2 separate regions of the Sus scrofa genome follow, and region 2 is linked to region 1. Evidence: chromatin contacts called from public promoter capture Hi-C data. All regions are on one chromosome and are shown on one strand. Each heading gives the region's core, a stretch centred on a gene start, on an enhancer-like site or on the middle of the called end of the contact. The rest is flanking DNA. Distances are from core to core; before and after follow the strand shown. Region 1 holds the start of AZIN2 (antizyme inhibitor 2). Region 2 holds the start of TMEM54 (transmembrane protein 54).

The links. Promoter capture Hi-C pulls out the DNA fragments that hold promoters and counts their contacts.
Region 2: a contact with region 1 is called in a promoter capture Hi-C map of skeletal muscle, with 4 times the contacts expected there. The contact joins the promoter of TMEM54 here to the promoter of AZIN2 in region 1. A contact is called at or near these places in 3 of 5 promoter capture datasets (fetal liver, fetal skeletal muscle and skeletal muscle), 2 of 47 Hi-C or Micro-C datasets (fetal liver and retroperitoneal adipose tissue) and 1 of 2 datasets of contacts at active chromatin or transcription factors (alveolar macrophages).

What each region holds. Positions count from the first base shown.
Region 1 is chr6:89,343,878-89,351,067 of Sscrofa11.1, forward strand. It overlaps AZIN2 (antizyme inhibitor 2), which reads left to right and starts at 2,983. Exons shown (of 11, transcript NM_001123193.2): 1 at 2,983-3,159; 2 at 4,934-5,107. The coding sequence starts at 3,055.
Region 2 is chr6:89,200,529-89,207,718 of Sscrofa11.1, forward strand. TMEM54 (transmembrane protein 54) reads right to left here and starts at 3,426. Exons shown (of 7, transcript XM_013999129.2): 1 at 3,172-3,426; 2 at 130-367. The coding sequence starts at 366.

The sequences.
Region 1 (7,190 bases), core at 1,733-4,232:
TCTAGGGCCGCTCCTGTGGCATATGGAAGTTCCCAGGTTAGGGGGTCTAATCGGAGCTGTAGCCGTGGGCCTATGCCACAGCCACAGCAACGCCAGATCCAAGCCGCGTCTGCATTGCGACAGGTCATGGCAATGCCAGATCCTTAACCCACTGAGCAAGGTCAGGGATCAAACCCGAAACCTCATGGTTCCTACTCGGATTCGTTAACCTCTGCGCCATGACGGGCACTCCTGTTATCTCTTCTTGAGGGCTCTCTTTGAGGTTTTTGCCATGGCCACTCTGGTCTACTCCCTCCCTGTCAGCAGATGCTTGTTCTTAGGAGAACTTCAGTCACTAATACCATGATGCAAATGGCTACAGATCTCTCGAAGCCTTGGCCTGAAAATGACCCCTCCTGTGAGGGTGACTGCCTCCCGTGCTGTTCCTGTGCATAGGAAGCAAGAACGTTCCAGGCAGAAGGGCCCAGAGAAATCTTTCAGCACGAACAGTTTCAGTCCACAGGGAGAAATAAAGCCAGGTAGAAGTGGCGTCAGTAGGATGGTCCAACCAAGGACATCCAGCAGTTATGTGGCCAGGCCGTGGCGGTCAGAAAATGGCTCTTCTAGACTCTGTGGTCACTGCTCTATACCATCTGTGTGCTGAGGATGCTTTGATTAGATTGTGTGGGGTGCCCTAAGGAGATACAGACACAGAACAAGAAGTGCCTCTGGCTTTCAAGAAGCCTACAGCTCAACAGGGGATATGAACACATATGTTAGACCAGAAGCCTCACTGATTGGAAATGCTGCCTTCACCGTATACCAAACTTTTTCAATATGCATGTTCTAGACTCTATTCTGTTCTACAACTGTCTCTTCCTGTGCCAGCACCATGCTGTTTAAAAGACCAGAACCGTATAAAATAGAGGGTGTCCTCTTTCTTCTTTTTCAAGAATGCTTGGATGTTCTTGTACAATTATTGTTTCAGATTAACTTCTGAATTAGCTTTTGAGTAGTACAGAGAGTAACTCTTACTGAACACTCTTTTTTTTTTACGCCAGGCACTGGGTGCTCTGAGAAGCCAGGCACTCAGTTCCTGTCCCTGGAAGCTCACAGACTAGCTGGGAAGTGTAACCCAACAAGAAGTGTAAAACAACAGGAATCTCACACCATGGGTGACAAAAGCCAGAAGAGTGAAGAGTCCATACAAATATAAGTGTTGAGAGTTCCACCGCTCCTCCAGGCTAGGAAAGTCATGGGAGGCTCATCAGAGGAGGTGACATATTGGACTTTGATGGATGTGCAGGAGCAGGAGTTCATGAGATGTAAAAGATAAGAAATGATTTGAGTTAAGGAAGTCAGAGAACGCTTCTCGGAGAAGGAGACACATTTTATTTGAGGAGTAGGAGTTTGCCAGATTCAGAAGGTAGGATGGAGGGAGGGGTTGCCCCGAGCTGGGAAAGTCACAAGAAGGAATTCTGAGACCATTTCATCTGGGTTTTGAGTTGGAGGAATCAAAGAAGATGCTGGAATAGTCAAATAAAAAGGATTTTATTAGGAAGGTAATACAAGGAAATATCATTTGACCTCGGCTTCCAGGGAGGAGTGGGCAGTTTACCGGTTTAGAGAGGAGAGGCACCGTGAAGCTGAGGTAGTCCCAGAAAAGGCGGAAGCAAACAGGAAACCTCCTTGGCTTCCTCCTTACTCTAAGATCCAAGATTTAGAAGCTAAGGGTCCCACCGTGTAGATGGTCGGATTCTGAGCTGGCGGCGCTGCAGTTCTGACTTCCCAGTGTAGGATAGCGGTGGAGGGGGCTCGGCAGGATTGAGGATCAGCCTTCCGGAGCGGACCCCGGAGCTGAAGGCTTTATGTCGGAATCGACCAATGGGATGCCGGCACCCAGTTGCCAAGGCTACGGAGGGTGGCCGAGCAGAGGCGGGGCCTGGATGCCAGGGGCGGGGTCTGGGCGGGGCTTATATAAGCGGGCTGCGGGCAGAAGGCGGGGCGTGGGGTCAGTGGCTGCTGGGCGGGCGGGGCGCAGGCCGCGGGGCCCGAGCCTGGGGGAGCGAGCGAGCGGAGGCGCAGAGGATCCGATTCACTCGCTGGGGAGACCTATGGGCCGAAGCCGTGTAAATGCGTTTTAAGGCGAGTGCGGGGAGTGGCTCGGGGAGCCTGGGGAGCGGGCGCTCGCGGCTCCAGTGCTGACCTGCTCCCCGGCCCCTCTTGCCTCCTCTCAGCAGGGGCCTCGGCTCCGCAACTGCCACTCCTTCTCGGGGTGTTGCACAAGTTTCGAGGTTACCGGTGACCCCCCCTAGCAGCGCGCCTGGTTCTGGCCCCCGCGAAGGAGGACGGGGCTTGGTAAGCGGACCTCGGAGGGCGGGACCTCGGCCCTGCACTCAGGAAGGCTCACCTGGGCAGAATTTCAGCCTTGGGTTCTTGCCTGGGAGCCCGGGACCCCCACCCACCAGGTGGAACCCCCATGCACGCTTAGAATACTAGCATGTCAGGACCAGCCCGACCCCCATTTCGAAACGGTGAAACTGAGGCTCCGAGAGGGAACGAGGCGTACCCAAGGTCACGCGGCAAGAGAGCAGACCCTAACCTCAGTTCTCGAGTGGAGACTCCTAGGTGGGGCCAAGCGCAGCCACTTCAGGTGGGCGTGGTCAGGATGGCGGGAGGCACCTGGAAATTTACCTACTCGGCTTTCCTGCTCCTTTCTCTCTCTTTCTTTCCCTTTTACTAAAACTCGAATTTCAGAACTGGAAAAGATCACCAAAACAATTCGTCCATTTTACAGATGGGGGACTGAGGCTCAGAGAGGCAATGACATCTAGACAGATAATGCCTTGTCCCGGTCCAGGATTCTTACTCGTCCCAGCTAACCTAAGCTCCCCAGGCTTGTGCTGAGGGCAGGGTGTGACAGGACGAGGCGCCCTGGCCTGGGGAGGTGAGGGGCGCAGCCAAGGCCAGGCCCCCAGCGGCCCCCTCACTCTCCCCCGCAGTGTGTTGCATACTTTCTAAGGCGGCCGGAGGCATCGGCAGCTCCATCCAGCCCACCGGCTCCTCCTCCTCGGCATGGCTGGCTACCTGAGTGAAACGGACTTTGTGATGGTGGAGGAGGGCTTCAGCACCCGAGACCTGCTGGAGGAGCTCACTCTGGGGGCCTCACAGGCCACCACGGTGAGGGTCTGGGAGTGGGGGGGTGGGCCCTCTGTTCCCCCAGCAGGCCCAGCTGCCCCTTAGGGCCCTCATCTTCTTTCACTTATTTGGTATTCAGTCCTTGGTATTTGCGAGAGGCTCATTTTATCTCCAAATTCCTGGTCCTTGCCCCTAAACCTGCCCCTCCTGTGTCCCCCGCCTTCATAAACACACCACCATCACCTGCCCAGCCCTCTAAGTCAGGAACCTGGGAGTCCTTACATCCCCCTCCCACAGCTGGGCACCACTAAGCTCTGTGGATTCGGCCTCCTTAAATTACCCTGCCATGTGCGCTTCTGGAATTTCACTTGGTAGTTTAGGCCTCATATCTCTAAAGGCTCCCTAATCTTTTCTTTCCCTCACTTCACTCCTTTCAACTTTATCATAGCTCTGCTCAAAATCAGAATTCTTGGGAGTTCCCATTGTGGCTTAGTGGGTTAAGAACCCAACTAGTATCCATGAGGACGCCGGTTCTATCCCTGGCCTCGCTCAGTGGGTTAAGGTTCCGGTGTTGCTGTGAGCTGTGCTCTGGGTTGCAGATGCAGCTTGGATCTGGCATTGCTGTGGCTGTGGCATACGTATGGCAGCAGCTACAACTCTGATTTGACCCCTAGCCTGGGAACTTCCATATGCCACAGGTTCGGCCCTAAGAGGCAAAAAAATAAAATGAAATAAATTTAAAAAATAAAATAAAAATAATAATAATAATCAGAATTCTTCGGCAGTTTCCCTCTGCCGACAGGATCCAAGTCAGAACCCTCTGCCTTCATAGCCCCATGTCTGACTTTTCCCACAGTATATATTATCTTCCATCAGAGCTGGGCCAGTCTACTCATATTTTCCAGTGATTCCACGTGCTCCACCATCACTCCTTTGCCCAGGCTTCTCCCTGGAACACCCATCTCCCAGCCTCTCTTTCTTACCTACTTTCATTCATTGCTTATTACTCATCTGGGTCACCTTTTCCTGATTACCCCAGGCAGATTTTGTATTTTCCTCCTCCATAGCCCCCACTGCATTTTGTAGAAACTCCTGTTTAGTATTTACTGAATGGGCTTGTAATTGCTTAAAGGGTTAGTTCTCATCCAGACCGAAGCCCTTTCAGAACTAGAGCCCTGTCTGGTCTTTTCTGTACCTTACTTAGCATACTTGATAAGTACACTTAGTCAGACACCAAGTGGGCATCAGTAAAAAAAGTGTTGCATAGAAGGGAAACTGCATCCCAGGAAAGGGTTAAGTCATGTGGTCTCACCCATGGCCACACACATGTTCAGCCCTCCACAGCCAGTTGTCCAAGGGCATGGGTGCCATGGCAGTGGGACTACCTCAAGACTTCATTGAAAGCCAGTGACTGTAGGCTCTAGCTTTGGTCTTCAAGGAATTAATGTTTTTCTGGAGGAGGCATGTATGTATACACAGCTCTGTTACTTTGGAAGTATGTACAAAATGCAATGAGAGCATTAAAGGCAGAGTTGCCTTATTGGTTTGGGAAAAAGCAGGGTTTCAGCTAAATCTTGAAGGTAGATTAGGAATTTGCCAGACAGTTGTGGGGGAAGGGTATTCTACATGGACGGCAGGTGGGAATGAAGGCTAGGATAGAGCTGGAGTTTGAGCTGCCCTGAGGGGAGGAGCTGGAGCTGGATGGCAGAGCCTGGGATGTACTGTAGGCTTGGGGAGGGAGCCCCAGAGAACTTTAAGGCAGGAGGCTTGGGAGGTCCTTGGGTGGGGTCTCATATTCACCCTTGTTGTTGTACAGGACAAGGTTGCTGCCTTCTTCTTGGCCGACCTGGGTGCTGTAGTGAGGAAGCACTTCTACTTTCTGAAGTGCCTGCCACGAGTCCGACCCTTTTACGCTGTCAAGTGCAACAGCAGCCCAGGCGTGCTGAAGGTCCTGGCTGAGCTGGGGCTGGGCTTCAGCTGTGCCAATAAGGTGAGCCCCTGCCCCCCACTGGTGCACTGACCCTCGCTGCCTACTGAACACACACGTGGCCTGGCTGCTGTGGGTGGACCTGAAGCAGAGGGACCTGTAATTGGCCCCTGCCCTCCTGGGAAGGGCCACCCATGTGAGAGGGGTTTAAGGGATGAGGGAGGGAGAAACAAGCTTAGAATTTGCCAGCCTTGACGTTCCAAATCAGAACCATGTTCATCCCTTGGTAGGTGGGTCACTTTTTTTTTTTGTCTTTTTGACTTTTCTAGGGCCACTCCCACGGCATATGGAGGTTCCCAGACTAGGGGTCTAATTGGAGCTGTTGCTGCTGGCCTATGCCAGAGCCACAGCAATGTGGGATCCCAGCAGCATCTGCGACCTATACCACAGCTCACGGCAACGCTGGATTGTTAACCCACTAAGCAAGGCCAGGGATCAAACCTGCAACCTCATGGTTCCTAGTTGGATTCGTTAACCACTGCGCCATGACGGGAACTCTGGGTCACCTTTTTAATGGATTTGCAGACTTCTCAGCACGTGTGTCCCTTGGTAGGTGGGTCACCTTTTTAATTTTGGATTTGCAGATTTCTCAGCACAGGACTATACGTGGTATGCTTCCAATTAAAACCAAACCAAACCAAACCAGCTTTTTTAATCATTGGTTTTGTTTTTTCTTTTATAATCTTAATAAGTGACTGTACATTTTCTTAACTAATCCTTTTAGAGTTTTGTTGTTGCCAGTTCTGCATTTCTAATTTGATGGACACTGTTGTCTTAATACCCTCCTGCTCTCTTACTTTGCTTATTTACTCTCATTCTCTGAAACTCCCGCACTGTGCTAGACACTGCGAAGTAGAGCTGGCAATACAGTGTGGAGTGAAATAGACTTTTTGGTCCTTGAGTTGAAGGCTTCACTTTTCTATTTTCCTTTTGTTCTGACTTCATAAAAGCCTTTAAAGCTATAAAGTTTTCTCAGCGTACAGCTCTGGACATACTTATTCATTCAGCAAACATTTACTGAGCACCTGCTGTGAGGCCAAGGACTTTCCTAGGTGGGGATTTAGCAAGGGAACAAAACAAAGCAAAAAAAAAAGCCCTTCCTTCGTGGCGCTTGCTTTCTAAAGAACAGACAAGTTAAATGATGAAAATCTATGGTATTTTGGATGGTAAAAGCTGTGAAGAAGATTAAAGGGGGAAAGGGAAGTGGGGGAGAGACGTGAATGTTGGGAGAGAGGATTGTGCTCTGAGATAGTTTGGCCAGGGAAGGCTTCACTGAGATTTGAACGAAGGTCTGAAGGAAGCAAAGGATCCAGCCAGGTGGATAACCAGGGGAAGAGCAGTCCAGGCAGAAGGACCAGCAAGTGCAAAAGCCCTGAGGTGGCAGCAAGCCTGGTGGGCATTTAGTTTGTGATATTATTATTACTGTTATTTTTTAATGATTAGTCATGATTATTTTGAGGAAGAACCCCTTTTAAGCCCTGGTCAGCAATATAGCTGGGTGTTGTGAGGAGGATTCTAGAAAGGGATTCTGGAGGAAACAGAAGGAGAGCTTGCCTGGGCAGGATACAGGGATGCAGGGATTCCAGCGGGGAAAGCAGTGTGCACCATAGTGGAACACACAGATTCGCCTTTATCAGAGATGCATGTTAACGTCCTCATGGTCAATGGGCCTCCTTCGTGTCACCTGCAGGGCCCCTTTGCTTCAGCTCTTGCTCTGCACACCTAGTTTCATGCATGCCCCACATAAAGCTCCTTGAGGTGTCTAAGGGGAGAGATGGCCATTTTGCAGTTGAGGAAACTGGGGGCCAGCTGCAGAGCAGCATACTTGGGAAGTCCTTGGGTCCTTGGTCACAGGGTTAGGATGTCCCCCCTGCAGCATGCTAAGCCTCCACTCTGACTGAGGAGGAAGGGGACTCTTTTCCTGCCCCCTTGGTCTAGGCGTGAAGAAGAGGACTGAAGCCCACTGACTAGAGTCTTCTGCTTCTGAAAACCCAGAGAGGGGGGCACTGTTCTTGGCCCCCAGGGCTGGCCTCCGAAGGGCAGAGCCGTGGGTGCTAGGGCTTAGAAGTCAGTGGAGGACATTAAA
Region 2 (7,190 bases), core at 2,176-4,675, 140 kb before region 1:
GTGGCAGAACAGGAGTTCGTGCTTGGGGCTCTCTGCCTGCCCACTCCAGGCTCTGGGTGGGGACTCCTCGAAGACCTTTCCAGCCCCCTGCAGCCCCCTCCTCCCGGGTCCCTCCCCGGCTGGCCATACCACGATGGCCGAAGTGACAGAGAGGATGTTGACCACGCAGTACTGCAGGGCCACGGCATCGTGGGGGGCGGTCACATAGCGCAGCACGGTGCCGTGCAGCAGCGCAGCTGCGATGAAGCTCACGTGGCCCAGCACCACCAGCACCAGCCCCGTCTTCATCAGCACCTTCCGGAAGTCACTCGCACTCAGGCCACCTGAGGGACAGCCAGCCATGTCAGGGTCACGGGTGGGGCACATCCTGCTGGGCGGGGGAGGAAACTGAGAACCTGACAAGAGTGATAGACATGGGTTCTAAATCTATTACCAGATGACTTGGGGCCAGTGATTTGTATTCTCTGAGCCTCAGTTTCCTCATCAGGAAAAGGGGTTCACAGTGCTTTCATGAGCATCCTTGGAACTCTTAAGGCTGGAAAAACACACAGGTGGGACTTTATAAAGGGTAACAGTCCTTATTAGTGTTCAAGGTCATGAGTGGCACGGTCAGGATTTGGACCCAGATCTCTAGCTCAAGACATATGATCCTTCCACTAAGCTTCACATCTACTGATTTTGTCAGTCATACATTCGTTACATCAATGTTCACTGACTGCCCGCTCCACACCAAACCCTAAGGTACCGTAGAGAGCTAGCTGTCCAGGCCCCAAAGAGCCCCCTAGTTCGCTGGGCGGGGGTCAGGTCCAGTGCGGGATTCAGAGCAGTGGACTGGGCCTGGCACACAGTAGGATACTCAATTCATAATTGCTAAAGTGACTCAGGGCAAGAAACTCAAACTTTTTTTTTTTTTTTTGGTCTTTTTTTTGCCATTTCTTGGGCCACTCCCGTGGCATATGGAGGTTCCCAGGCTAGGGGTTGAATCGGAGCTGTAGCTGCCAGCCTACACCAGAGCCACAGCAACGCGGGATCCGAGCCGCGTCTGCAACCTACACCACAGCTCACGGCAACGCCGGATCCTTAACCCACTGAGCAAGAGCAGGGATCGAACCTGCAACCTCATGGTTCCTAGTCGGATTCGTTAACCACTGCGCCACGACGGGAACTCCTCAAACTTTTTTTTTTTTTTTTTGGTCTTCTTAGGGCTGTACCTGCAGCATATGGTGGTTCCCAGGCTAGGGGTTGAATCAGAACTGCAGCTGCTTGCCTACACCACAGCCCCAGCAACTCAGAGATCTGAGCTGCATCTGCGACCTACAGCACAGCTCACGGCAACGCCGGATCTTTAACCCACTGAGCAAGGCCAGGGATCGAACCCGTCTCCTCGTGGATACTAGTCGGGTACATTAACCACTGTGCCACGATGGGAACTCCCAAGAAGCTCAAACTTCTGAGTCTCCATTTCCTCATCTGTCATATGGGAAGAATAACCCCTGTTTCCCGGTGGGGAAGGAGGGCCCCATGAGGACATTGATGGCAAAGTGGGCCATACTCTGAGGGTGCTGGGAAAACCAAGCTCTTGGTTCAGGGACAAGGTAAGCTGGGGAGGCTGGGATCAAAAAAACATCAGGCATTCACGTGCAGATTCTGAGTGTCCAAGTGGCTACATGCCCTCAGGACCAGGGAGCCCTCTTCCTGGCTGTTTCAGATCTGCTTTTTGGAATGTCCCCCATGGGTCCTGGCTCTGCCCTTAGGACACACACCATACTGGCCCCTTGGGCCCACCACCCTCACTCTAGCCAGCTCTGTGAGATGGAAGTCTCTCCTGGCCCCTAGAGCTAAACACCCCCCCGCTCTTCCTTTAGCGACTCCTTGGGAAATCCCTGCGTCCCTTCCTAGACCTCAGTGTCCCCAGCTGTGGCAGAAAGAATTGGGTTATATTTCACAGAAGGGAACTCTGTAGTTAAAAAGAAAGGAAGAAAGAAATCCCTGGACTGGATGTTCTTGGGCGCCAGGTGCCAAGAGCAGGTCTCCAGGGAGCAGGGAGGCCTGGGGCTACTTAGTCACAGCCCCTCTGTGTGACACCGGCCTCTCTCTTTTCTGGGCCCCAGATTCCCCATGTATAAAATGGGAAGGGGTTGGTCTAGGGGGTCTCTGAGACCTCGGGAGCCTACAGGACCCTCTGTAGCTGCATCACATTCAGGAAAATCAAAGAGCAGGCACTGTGGCACTGGATGGCATTGTAAAGATTAACTCCTGGGCAAACAGGAAGAGGCAAGGCAGCTTTATCCCAGGGGCCTGACCCACTTTATCCCAACCACCCACCCACCTGGCCACCCAGACACCACCCAGCTCAGGGCTGGGCTCAGGAACAACAGCGCCTCACGACCAAGACTAGGTCAGACTAGCTTGGAGCTGTGCCTGGAGCACTGGACAGAGTCTCAGGACAGCCCCAGGCTTCTCTGCTTCTACGTTACCACCCTCGGAGCCCTCAGCAATGGGGTTGGCAGAGTGGCAAGCCCGTGATTGCCCCATAGGAGCTAACTTCATTCTCACTGTTGCCCCAGGAGGTGGTGCTACCCTTCCCACTTTACAGATGAGAAAACCAAGGCTCACACAATCTCTTGACTGGAGTAGGGACGCCCCCCACCCCCAGGTCTGTCTGATGCCCAAGAGCAGCATCTCTGTGTCCAGGGAGTGAGAGGAGGGGACACATCGGTCTCACTCCTCGGCCTGGATCCTGTTTGCCAACGGCCCCTCCCACTCCGCCTGGTTGGGGGAGTGGGAGGGTTATGGAAGCGGGAGCCCTTGGCGACGCTGAGGAAGCAAAGAGCAGGTAGCCTCGGGCTCGGAACTCTCTGGGTTCTGAACCCCCCTCCCTCTGCTCTCCCTTCTGAGCGAGGGGGCGCTGCTCTCCTCCCACCTGGGGGTCCCTCGTCCGCAGGAAAGTGGGGGCGGGCGAGGAGCTACTTGGAGAAGATTCCGGCAGCCAAACCCCCGCCCCCCCCACCCCGGCTCCAGCTCGGTGCTGGGGAAACTGAGGCCCAGAGCAGAAAGTGACATGCAGAGAAGGCGGCCTGAATCCCGGGGCTCCGGGCTCCCACTCCTTTGCTCCGCCCCTGCCAAGGATGTGGGGCGGGTTCGTCAGCCCCGCAGTCCCCCGCGGCTCACCCAGGCGCTGGCACATCTCGGCTCCCGCACGGCGTCCCCGCGGCGGCTTCAGCGGGGCTCCAGACGCTGCGGGCGGCCGGGCGGCCCGGCTCTCATCCTGGTCCGCAGCCGCCGCTCGCCCAGCACAGCCCGCGCCGCGCCCACTTCCCGCCTCGAGCCCTGGGCTCCCGGCGCCCGGCCGGCCTCCCTTCCCGTCACCCCCCGGGCGGCCCGACCCCGGGAGGGACCTGACTGCTCGTTTGCATCCCGGGCCGGTCTGACTGGCTGGGCAGCCCTTCCTGGCCCGCCCGGCTGAATCACGGAGCAGGCCCCACCTCCCCGCGCCAGCCCCGGGTGCCGGCGGCGCCCGGCCGCTCCCCTCTGCTCCTAACCCGCCCGGCTTCGGGGATGCCCATTTTACAGATGAAAACTGAGCCCTAGAGGAGCCGCGATCGTCTGGGCTGGGGCGTGAGATGGGGGCCAGATGCGCGGTTGCCATGACCTGGTGGGGGCACCTGGACAGGAAAGCCCCAGGGTGAAAGTTGGGAATCCACTTCTTTCTAGAGGATGGGGAAGTTCAACTCTCTGGAGAACCAGGGTCTGTCCTGCACCTGCTGTGTGACCTCAAGAAAATCACATTTTGTCCTTGCCCTGGCCTTCAGTTCCCCACGCCTAGCAAGGTGCTTTACTTCACTATGTGTTGGGGTGTGGGGGTGTGGGGGATGGGGAGTACCTCTGTTTCCTCGTCAGAAAGTCAGGGATTATAATTCCTGTTCCCTAAAGTCGTGGTGAGCTACAAAAATGAGATCAAACGCTTTGAAAACCCTCTAGATTATCTTTACAGATGAAGGGTAGACCTAGCAGGAGCACATAGTAGGAGCTTTACTGTTACCCGCTATTGGTTACTGTGCCCCTTTAGTGTGCCAGGATGACTCGAGTCCTCTTTGTCCACAACGTGTAGGAATGGACTCAGTAAGAGTGACCAATGGGAAGTGGTGGAGTAGTGGGTCTCTGTGCCCACATTCTCCAATGTGGCTGTGCTGCGGCTTCCTTCCCTGGGCTCTCAGCCCCTAGAGCAGGCCTCTGGGAGGCACTTCTGTGGTATCTGGGCAGCATCAGTTCACAGTCTGTACCCCCCACCCCAGTGGTCAGTGGCCCTGAGGGCAGGGGCTGGCTTGAAGCATCTAATACCAGATGTCCACTGAATGCGTATGCTTTGTATGTTGGGCATACAATGTGCATGTGACCTGCACATGGCTTCTCTATCAGTGTCAGGCAGTCTCTTTAAGCCAGTCTTGGACCATCTGGAATTAGGCTGGGGACCCAGTCCTTTTAAATGTCTCTGCTTTTAGATGCATAAATGAGGGTTCTCTCTTCTGTCCTTGGAACAATACTGAGAGTTAAAGAGTATTACCCCATTTTACAGGTGAGAAAATCGAGGTCCAGAAAGGTTAAAGGGACTTTTCAAAGAGCACACAGCATGTATCAATGACAGAGACTTGAATCTAGATCTGTTTAACTGTGAGGGCTGCTTCTGGGTGTTGGGGGTGGTGGGATGGGGACGAGGGACAGGGGAGCTGTAGCCTCCAGGGAGTAGGCCTGCTCTCTGGGGCCCTGAGGAGGAAACTGCCCACCTATTTCTCCTCTGGCACAGCCTCCCAGTCCTGGCCCAGCCTTAGCAGCCCGAAGGTATTGCCATATCTCTTCCTTATTGCCAAGAGGCCAAAGTCCGATCCTCTGAGCTGCCCAGTGTCCCTTGTCTGCGCCTCACCCTTCCACACCCTGGCCTGGGGTTCTGGGGTTTTGGGGTTCTGGGAAGAAGCCCAGGCTAGACCACTAGTTTCTTGTGCTTCCACAACTCACTGTGATACCCTGGCAGCTCGCTGCCCTCCCTGCGCCTCATCTGTTAAGTAGATAGTGATCGCCTTCCCAGATTTCTGAGGGGTAAAAAGTCTTGGGAGATATGAGAGTGGGTTGAAACCTAGCCAGGGAAATACAAATAGAAATTCTCCCCTTCCTGGAACATTTAACAACCAGGTGTGGTCCGATACTCTTCCATTGGTGGATGGGTCTTCCCAGGGCACAGCTTCTCCACGGGGCTGCTCAGTTGGGAAGGAGGTTCAGGCTTTCAATCCCAGTACAAGTCTTTTTCACCTTAGAAAGGCTTTTTCCTCCCTGATTATCAGAACAGTTCTTCCCTGTAAGTAGAACAATCACATGCGAACTCAACCGTGTTCAATTTTGTATATGTATATACACATATGTAAAATGAAAAGCCAAGTGATCACGCTTGTCTGGGAGGAGGAGGTGGCTGCAGGGGACTTCTGCATGTTTCTAACGTCAGAGTCTACATGGCCTCAATAGGGAAGTTTGTTATTCTTTGTATTTTCTCTTTTACATCCCCCCCTCTTTTTTTTACAGCCACACCTGCAGTATATGGAAGTTCCCAGCTAGGGGTCGAATTGGAAATGCAGCTGCTGGCCTACATCACAGCCACACCAACACCAGATCCTTAACACACTGAGGGTATGGATCAAACCCGCAGCCATACTATGTCAGGTTCTGAATCCACTCAGCCATAAGGGGAACTCCTACATGTCTTTTTGTTTTGTTTTGTTTTGTTTGTTTTTTTTGTCTTTTTGTTTTTTAGGGTCCAATCAGAGCTGTAGCCACTGGCCTATGCCACAGCCACAGCAATGTGGGCTCTGAGCCGAGTCTGACCTACACTACAGCTCATGGCAACGCCGGATCCTTAACCCCCTGAGTGAGGCCAGGGATTGAACCCTTGTCCTCATGGATGCTAGTCGGGTTCGTTAACCACTGAGCCATGATGGGAACTCCTTTTTTTTTTTTTTTTTCCCCTTTTTTCCTTTTTAGGGCCTCGGGATATAGAAGGATATGGAAGTTCCCAGGTTAGGGGTCGAATTGGAGCTGCGACTGTCGGCCTACACCGCAGTCACAGCAATGCCAGATCTGAGTCACATCTTTGACCTATACCACAGTTCACAGCAACCCCTTAACCCACTGAGCAGAGCCAGGGATCCAACCTGCATCCTCATGGATACTGGTCAGGTTCGTTACTGCTGAGCCACAACTGGAACTCCTCGATGCATGTTAAAATGGGAATAGTTCTGTTCTAGACCCACTCACCTCCTTGCTCCTCCTCCCAGTCGCTCCTCCAGCTCCGTATGGACCACCCTCCATCCCTCATCCTCCCCCTTTCTGCCAAATCCTTCCCATCAGCCTATACGCAGAGCCAATTCTCTTCTAGCCTGAAAACCAGACCCTCCCCTTGACTCCTGTTACATGTCTAGTTACTGCTTTTTCACCTCCTCTCCCTTCCCCTCCAAACTTCCGGAATGAGTTCGTCTTTACATGCTGTTTTCACCTTATCAGCGACCTCCTCCTCCACAGCAGTGTGGTTCAGCCTCTGCTGGAGAAGCCCTAGGTCACCAGTGACTTCTAACTGCACAGGATCCAAGGAAGCGTTTCAGTGCATAACTTCTCATCAGCCACTCTCTCTGTCCTCCTGGGGCACGCCTCCTTCCTGGTTTTCCTGCTCCCTCTGACAGTTCCTTCCCAGTCTCCAGTGTAGACGTTTTGTCGTCAGCGCAACCTTTAAATATTGATATTCCCTTGCATCCTTTCTGCTTTGTTTATGGATCCCATTGGTTAATTCATGTAATCTCATGGCTCCCCTTGTGCATGATGATTCTCCCAGAAGCTCCCCTTGGGATGAGACAAATATCCAATTATTTTACCTATTTCACCGGAGTGTCCAGTCACCTCAAGCTCAACATGTACCAACTTTCTCCCCAAACTGCTTTTTGTATATTTTCTCTCTCAGTTGGCGGCATCACCAGCTACCCAAGCCCAAAACCTGGCAGTCATTCTCTCCTCTTTCCTTTCTTTCTATACAAAATCAAGTCCTGCCGATTTACATCATAAATATTTCTGTAACTAGTGCTTTTCCTCTTTATCTCTGGTTCTATTGCCCTTGTTCATGAATCATCTCTTTCTCCCAGTTGTTTTTTCATACT